Linked DNA regions of Sus scrofa: region 2 is linked to region 1. Evidence: chromatin contacts called from public HiChIP or PLAC-seq data. All regions are on one chromosome and are shown on one strand. Each heading gives the region's core, a stretch centred on a gene start, on an enhancer-like site or on the middle of the called end of the contact. The rest is flanking DNA. Distances are from core to core; before and after follow the strand shown. Region 1 overlaps LOC102158676 (a long non-coding RNA gene). Region 2 has its middle 240 kb from the start of USP24.

Region 1 (2,734 bases), core at 65-2,564:
TCTAACAGAAGGCAACCTTGGTGAAAAGACTCAAAAGAAATGAAAGAGTAGGCAGCTACCAGGGTGTAAGGGACTCCAGGCAGAGGGAATATCTGGTTCAAAGGCGGCAGCAATGCCAACCATCTAAGTTAGAGAAAAGGATCATCTGCCCCAGGGCAGCATGTTTTAAGGTCAAGTCTGAGGCCAGTGTGGGTAGAAGAGGTACGTGAAGGGTCAGTGTGGTAGCAGGCATGGCAGGAGAGGGGGTGTGAGAATGCAGAGAGCCTAAGAAGGCACAAGAAGGATTTAGAGTTGTATTGTGCATGAGAAGTGAATGATTGGGCTCAGACCACTGGGGGAAACAGAGACAAGCAGAGAATGAATGACAGAACCAAAAGGAGGAGCTCGAATGAGTGGCTTTTAAAGTCCCACCAGAAATTTAAGAACATAGGAATTTATGATTGTAAGGAATTTCTCACCTGACACACATTTTTGAGCATATTTTTTCTTTTAATCTTCCCATTTTATTTTTAAATTTTATTTTTTATTAAAGTATAGTCGGTTTACAATGTTGTGCCAATTCTTGCTGCAAAGTGGCTCAGTCATACATATACATTCTTTTTTATTTTATAGTTTGTCTTTTTAGGGCATATGGAATTTCCTGCAGCATATGGAAATTTCCAGGCTAGGGATCAGCCCACACCACAGCCACAGCAATGCCAGACCCAAGCTGCATCTGCAACCTACACCACAGTTCTTGGCAATGCCAGATCCTTAACCCACTGAGTGAGGCTGGGGAGCAAACCTGCAATCCTCATGGATACTAGTCAGGTTCTTAACAGGCTGAGCCACAACAGGAACTCCCTATACATTCTTTTTTTTTTTTTCCCCAATCATGGTCTATCTCAGGAGATTGGATATAGTTCCCCACTGAGTACATTTTGTTCATGCAAAGCTAATCCGGACAAGAGCCAGAGCATGAAGAGAGAGAAAGCAGCCGGAGGTGAAACCCTTCCTCTCTCACTTGTGCGCACTCCGTCCGGGGCCCACGGGAAATTACACTTGCTCCTCAATCAAGCTGTGTTCTCGCAGCTCCAGAACCCAGCATAGGCTGTGTCCTCCCTTGGATTCTGCCTCATGTCCCTCCTTCAAGTAGCTCATTTCTACTCCTCCCTTAGATCTCAGCTACATGAGAAACCCCCCTGACAAGGGTTCCTCAACACCTGCCACCCTGTATTCCACCCCGCCCCCCAGCCCGGATTGAGGGTGTTTCACGCTGCATCCCTAGCACCCTGAACTTTCCTCACCACGGCCCTCCTTGCACTGTATTGTAATTGTCACTCTACACGTCTGTTTTTCCAACTCGACTGCCAAGACCATATCTGTTTCAAAGCCCAATCATTCTTTGCTGAATGAACATTAATATGAATTCAATCTAAAGAGCTGATGAAAATACCTAAAACAATCACTAAAAATTCACAGGTGCAGAACTCGCCTTTGAAACTGACGAAGGAAATGTCCCACCTAACCACGGCCTTGCTTTGCCCCGCCCCCCCCCACGTGGTAGACATGTGCTTCACATTGGCCCTGATGCCTGTGACTTATGATTCATGCTGAAAGCACATTGGAAAGCCTCATCTTTATAGCCCTTTTCTGAGAAAATTACCCAATTTGGCCGTCCTTCTGGCCCCAAGGCCACTTGACAGATCCCAATGAGCCAGGCCAGATTGGGAGGAGGAGAGGAGGGTGGTGAACTTCACCATCAAATTGTCCAATGCCTGAAAAATGTTGGCTTTGGAATGATGCAGGTCCTCTCTTGTGCATTGCCTAGAATCAGAGGAAGGTACTCCCTGCCAGGCCAAGGCAGTGAGGTCTCTGTGTTCCTGGCTGAGGCCCCCAAGCCAGTCTCCCCAGCAGAACTCCCTGCCAGGTGTAGTGTCACAGCTGTGGAATCAGAGAAGTTGTGCAAGAGGAGAAAAAAAAGTTTTCCAACTCAGCAAAAGAACAAGTCTTGGAGCGAGGGCTCGGGGAGAGTGCAAGCCCAAAGCAAGGCCAAGAATCATGAAATAAAGTCCACGTGGCAAGAACTAAGGATCTTAGCAACTGTAAGAACTAGAGGAAAGCAGCAAATGAGCAGAAAGTTAGGGGAGAATGAGCGTGGTCAGGAACACACAAGGAATTCCAGGGCTTTCTTACAACCTGACATACATTGCATAACTTCCTACAGAGTCAAGATGTATATTAATTTACTCATCAAGTATTGTGGATCCTTTGTAAACTCTCTTGATCTGTACAACTCCCCTAGCTTCTATTATTATTGCCACTTTAGGAAGGAGGAACTTGAATTTTAATGAGACTCATGAGTGAGCAAGACAAGCTTTATGCCCAGGACCTGCGTGATCCACAATCCCCTGCTCTGGATTGAAGCCCACCCCAGACCCTCTTACAGGCTGGGCAACCCTGAGCAAAGTCACTCTCTTTCCTTATCTCTGAAATGAGGATGCTATAACCACTGAGATAATCTATAGGAAATGATTTCCTCCACCATAAAGCATTATGCAAATGTGAGTCCCACGTATTTGTTTATTTGCTTGCTTGTTTTTTATGCTCTATTTCATTTCACAATAAGGCCCACACGAGACCACACACAGTGACAACACATCCAGTTATCCAAATACTGGTGCGGAAGAGATTAAATTCTCCACCTAACAAATCTTTCTGGAGGAAGGCTCTATAAGCACCAACAAAACCTACA
Region 2 (2,944 bases), core at 432-2,931, 860 kb before region 1:
CTTTTAGGAGATCAAGGAAGACACCAGCTCTGCTCCCTCTATTACTTGATCTTTTGGCATTCGCAGCTTAGCAAAATTATACATAAACAACTATTTGTGGAATCATGGGTTTATCACCTCTCTCTCCTGCAGAGAGTTCATAGGTCTGGTTTAGCACGCTCTCTCCAGCATTTATATTCTCGAGATCTTAGCTGCAGAACTAGAACTTAAATCTGAGTGTAAGGATTGCAGCTAGGAGGTGGGTGGAAAAGGGAAATGACACATTTAAAATGATAAAAAAATATGAGAAGTAGACATTGTTTGAATTCAGCTGTATGCTAATGAATATCTGTGAACCCAGCTCACAAAGCCAGTGCCAGGGCAGGTTGCCCACACCTGCTCTAGTGGGTGGGGGTTGGGAAGATGTCATGCTGACTCAACAGTCCCTGGTTTGGCCGGGAGTACAGAGAAGTGCAAAGACCATGGCACATGGAGCCTGAAAGTCACATGAATCATTCCCTCAAGTTTTGTTTCATTGGCAGATTTCACTGGAATGCTTTCTGTTTTTTTCTATGTGACTAGCAGCATTGAGAAATCTTGGTTTGAAGGAAATCACTGGTGGTCAGTGGGCTCTCTGCCTGGCTATTCCCATCCAAGGAATAGCATGGTTAAGGCTAATCAGACAGCGATGGCCACAGCTCTCCATGGCCCACTGGACGATTCTGAGGAGGCTAGGTTGATGGTCCAGCTAAATTTTGCCAAGGAATCTAGCAAATTCTCTTATGATGACTTGGAACACTGTTCGTGGAATGCTCTTGATCTGGTAATTCAGCTTCTTAGCTCCTGTAGGAAATGTGACCAGTTTGGTGTGATTCCCTTTGATCAATCACCTTCTTTTTTATGCCACAGATAGTGGTATGAGAATCTAATCTGTAATTATTCATAGGATTGTTTTCAGATAATTTCATCACTAACATATACTAAGCATCTGGTGAGAGCCAGGCACTCGGTTGCTCCCATTATCTAATTTAATGCTTCCAGGGATCCTCCCTGGTAAACACTGTCCTTGCTCCCATTTTGAAGATGAGAAAATTGAGGCTTAGAAAGGTTTTGAGGGATGTCAAGGTCACATGGCTTTCTAGTATTTGACATTTTTGTGGAAGATCCAGGGATGAAAGCTGTCATCCTGGAAGAGTGAGGGAAAGGAAACTATGTATCTTAGCAACCATGTGCCAGGCACCTGCTGAGTGCTTGACAAATTTCATGGCATCTAAAGTTCACAGCACGCCTGGGAAGGGGTGCTGTTAGCATTTCCATTTTAGAGAGGGCTCAAGGTCAAGGAGCTAGTGAGCGGAGGCAAGTTTGGAGCTCTGGTTTTATGCCACAAAGCCTGTTCTTCTAGTCACCACATAGAGCTGCCCCATAGCAAGTGTGCAGGAGAAGCTGGAGCATCCGACCAAGGACCAGGGATGCTGGTGAGCCTGGGAACTGCAGGATGCAGGTGGGTGTGGCTGCCCCAAACCCTGGGTGTCATGACCAGTCAGTGTCTGCAAGCTTCCTCCTATTGTCTGCCTGCTGTTCCAGAGCTTTCAATTTTGTGTTCCTTCTTAGCTAAAAATAAGGTTTTGTTTGCATGCAGGGCAAAGGCCCTGGGACCCTCCTGAGAAAATCCGCAGAGGAAACAGGACACGGATCGGACTGCGAAGGCAGGGACGTCACTCCTCAGCTCTGAGAGGCTGGAAGCACGGAGCGGGAAGTGGCACTTCCCCTGTGTTTTTATGTTTAGCCGGGGTTTAATTAATAACCGGCAAACAAGTCTATAATTAACTCGATTTCCCTTTGGCCAGCCGAGGGAATAATAATAAGGCTCCTTTTTAAAGTCCACGGCATTGCTGGAAGGATGGGAGGGAAATCAGGCTTCCAGCACTGCCTGCCCAATAATGAGAGCCCTGCCTCGCATTCCTGGCTCCCTTCCTCCCTCCCCCCCGCACATTGTATTATCTGTACCAGATGTTGCATTAAAAGAAAAATTACTATACTTCAGGGCTCAAATTATATGTGCCTGATTTATTGCCTTGCCTCAGTTTTAAATGCTACCTTGCAGAACGCTGATAAATGATAGCTTATTATTTTGCAGGGTGCTGAGGTTGATGAAGATATCAAGGGCAGGAAGGGGTTAACTCTTTCCAGGCTGGAACCTTTTGGCTGGCCATTTGGCCCACCTTCTGAACGTTGCACATCTCCCCATACCCACCCCACCAAACCTATACTGTCTGGGCTGTTTTTATTTCTCATCTCTAAAGTGACACGCTCAAGGCTCTGTCTTGGCTCCCGAGATACTGAGGCATCTTGTGCATCAAAGATGAAGTACCCCTTTTAAGCATGACATTCAAAACTTGTCTCTGACTTCCTTTTCCAGCCCCCTATTAGTCTTCTTCCCACATGCTCTGCCCCCAGAGTCCTGAATGATCTGGCCTGTGCCTGCCTCGCCAGCTTCATTTCTTGCCCCTCTGTCCCACTGGCCTTCTTCCAGGTCCTTGAACGTCCAGACTCCTTCACGCAGCAGGAACTTTGCATGTGCCTCCCCCTCTGTCTGGAGCTCTTGCCCATCCATCCTTCATTTGGGCAGCCCATCTATCTTGTCTCTTGTCTCAGCATGAATGTCACTTTTCCACCCGTGATACTTCTTAGATGAGTATACACTTTCCATAATGTATACTCATTTGCCTATTTGCGTGATTATTTGCCTATTTCCTTGACTGCATTATAAGCACCATAAGGCCAGGAACTGAACCGGTTTACCACTGAAACTCTAGAACGTAATACAAAGCCAGGCGCAGATGCACAACATTTTTTAACTGAATGACTGTCTAGGGGAATAGCCAAGTTGCCTGTCTGCCCCATCCCTCACCCTGCTGAATACCCTGATTTTGATTATTTCTGCTTCCGAAATGAAGTTTTTCAC

What was found. HiChIP or PLAC-seq counts read pairs in DNA pulled down with a chosen protein or histone mark.
Region 2: a contact with region 1 is called in an H3K27ac HiChIP or PLAC-seq map of skeletal muscle, with 14 times the contacts expected there. The contact joins two enhancer-like sites. A contact is called at or near these places in 1 of 47 Hi-C or Micro-C datasets (fetal heart ventricle) and 1 of 2 datasets of contacts at active chromatin or transcription factors (skeletal muscle).

What each region holds. Positions count from the first base shown.
Region 1 is chr6:156,123,556-156,126,289 of Sscrofa11.1, reverse strand. The region is part of intron 1 of LOC102158676 (a long non-coding RNA gene); the gene reads right to left. Among named protein-coding and RNA genes, the nearest start is that of PLPP3, 320 kb to the right of the region's middle. Within about 2 kb of position 1,314, at least 15 of the 83 cell types and tissues checked have an H3K27ac peak or open chromatin away from gene starts, as enhancers often do. A contact at or near this core is called in skeletal muscle, where this site is marked.
Region 2 is chr6:156,981,893-156,984,836 of Sscrofa11.1, reverse strand. No RefSeq gene overlaps it. Among named protein-coding and RNA genes, the nearest start is that of USP24, 240 kb to the left of the region's middle. Within about 2 kb of position 1,681, at least 17 of the 83 cell types and tissues checked have an H3K27ac peak or open chromatin away from gene starts, as enhancers often do. A contact at or near this core is called in skeletal muscle, where this site is marked.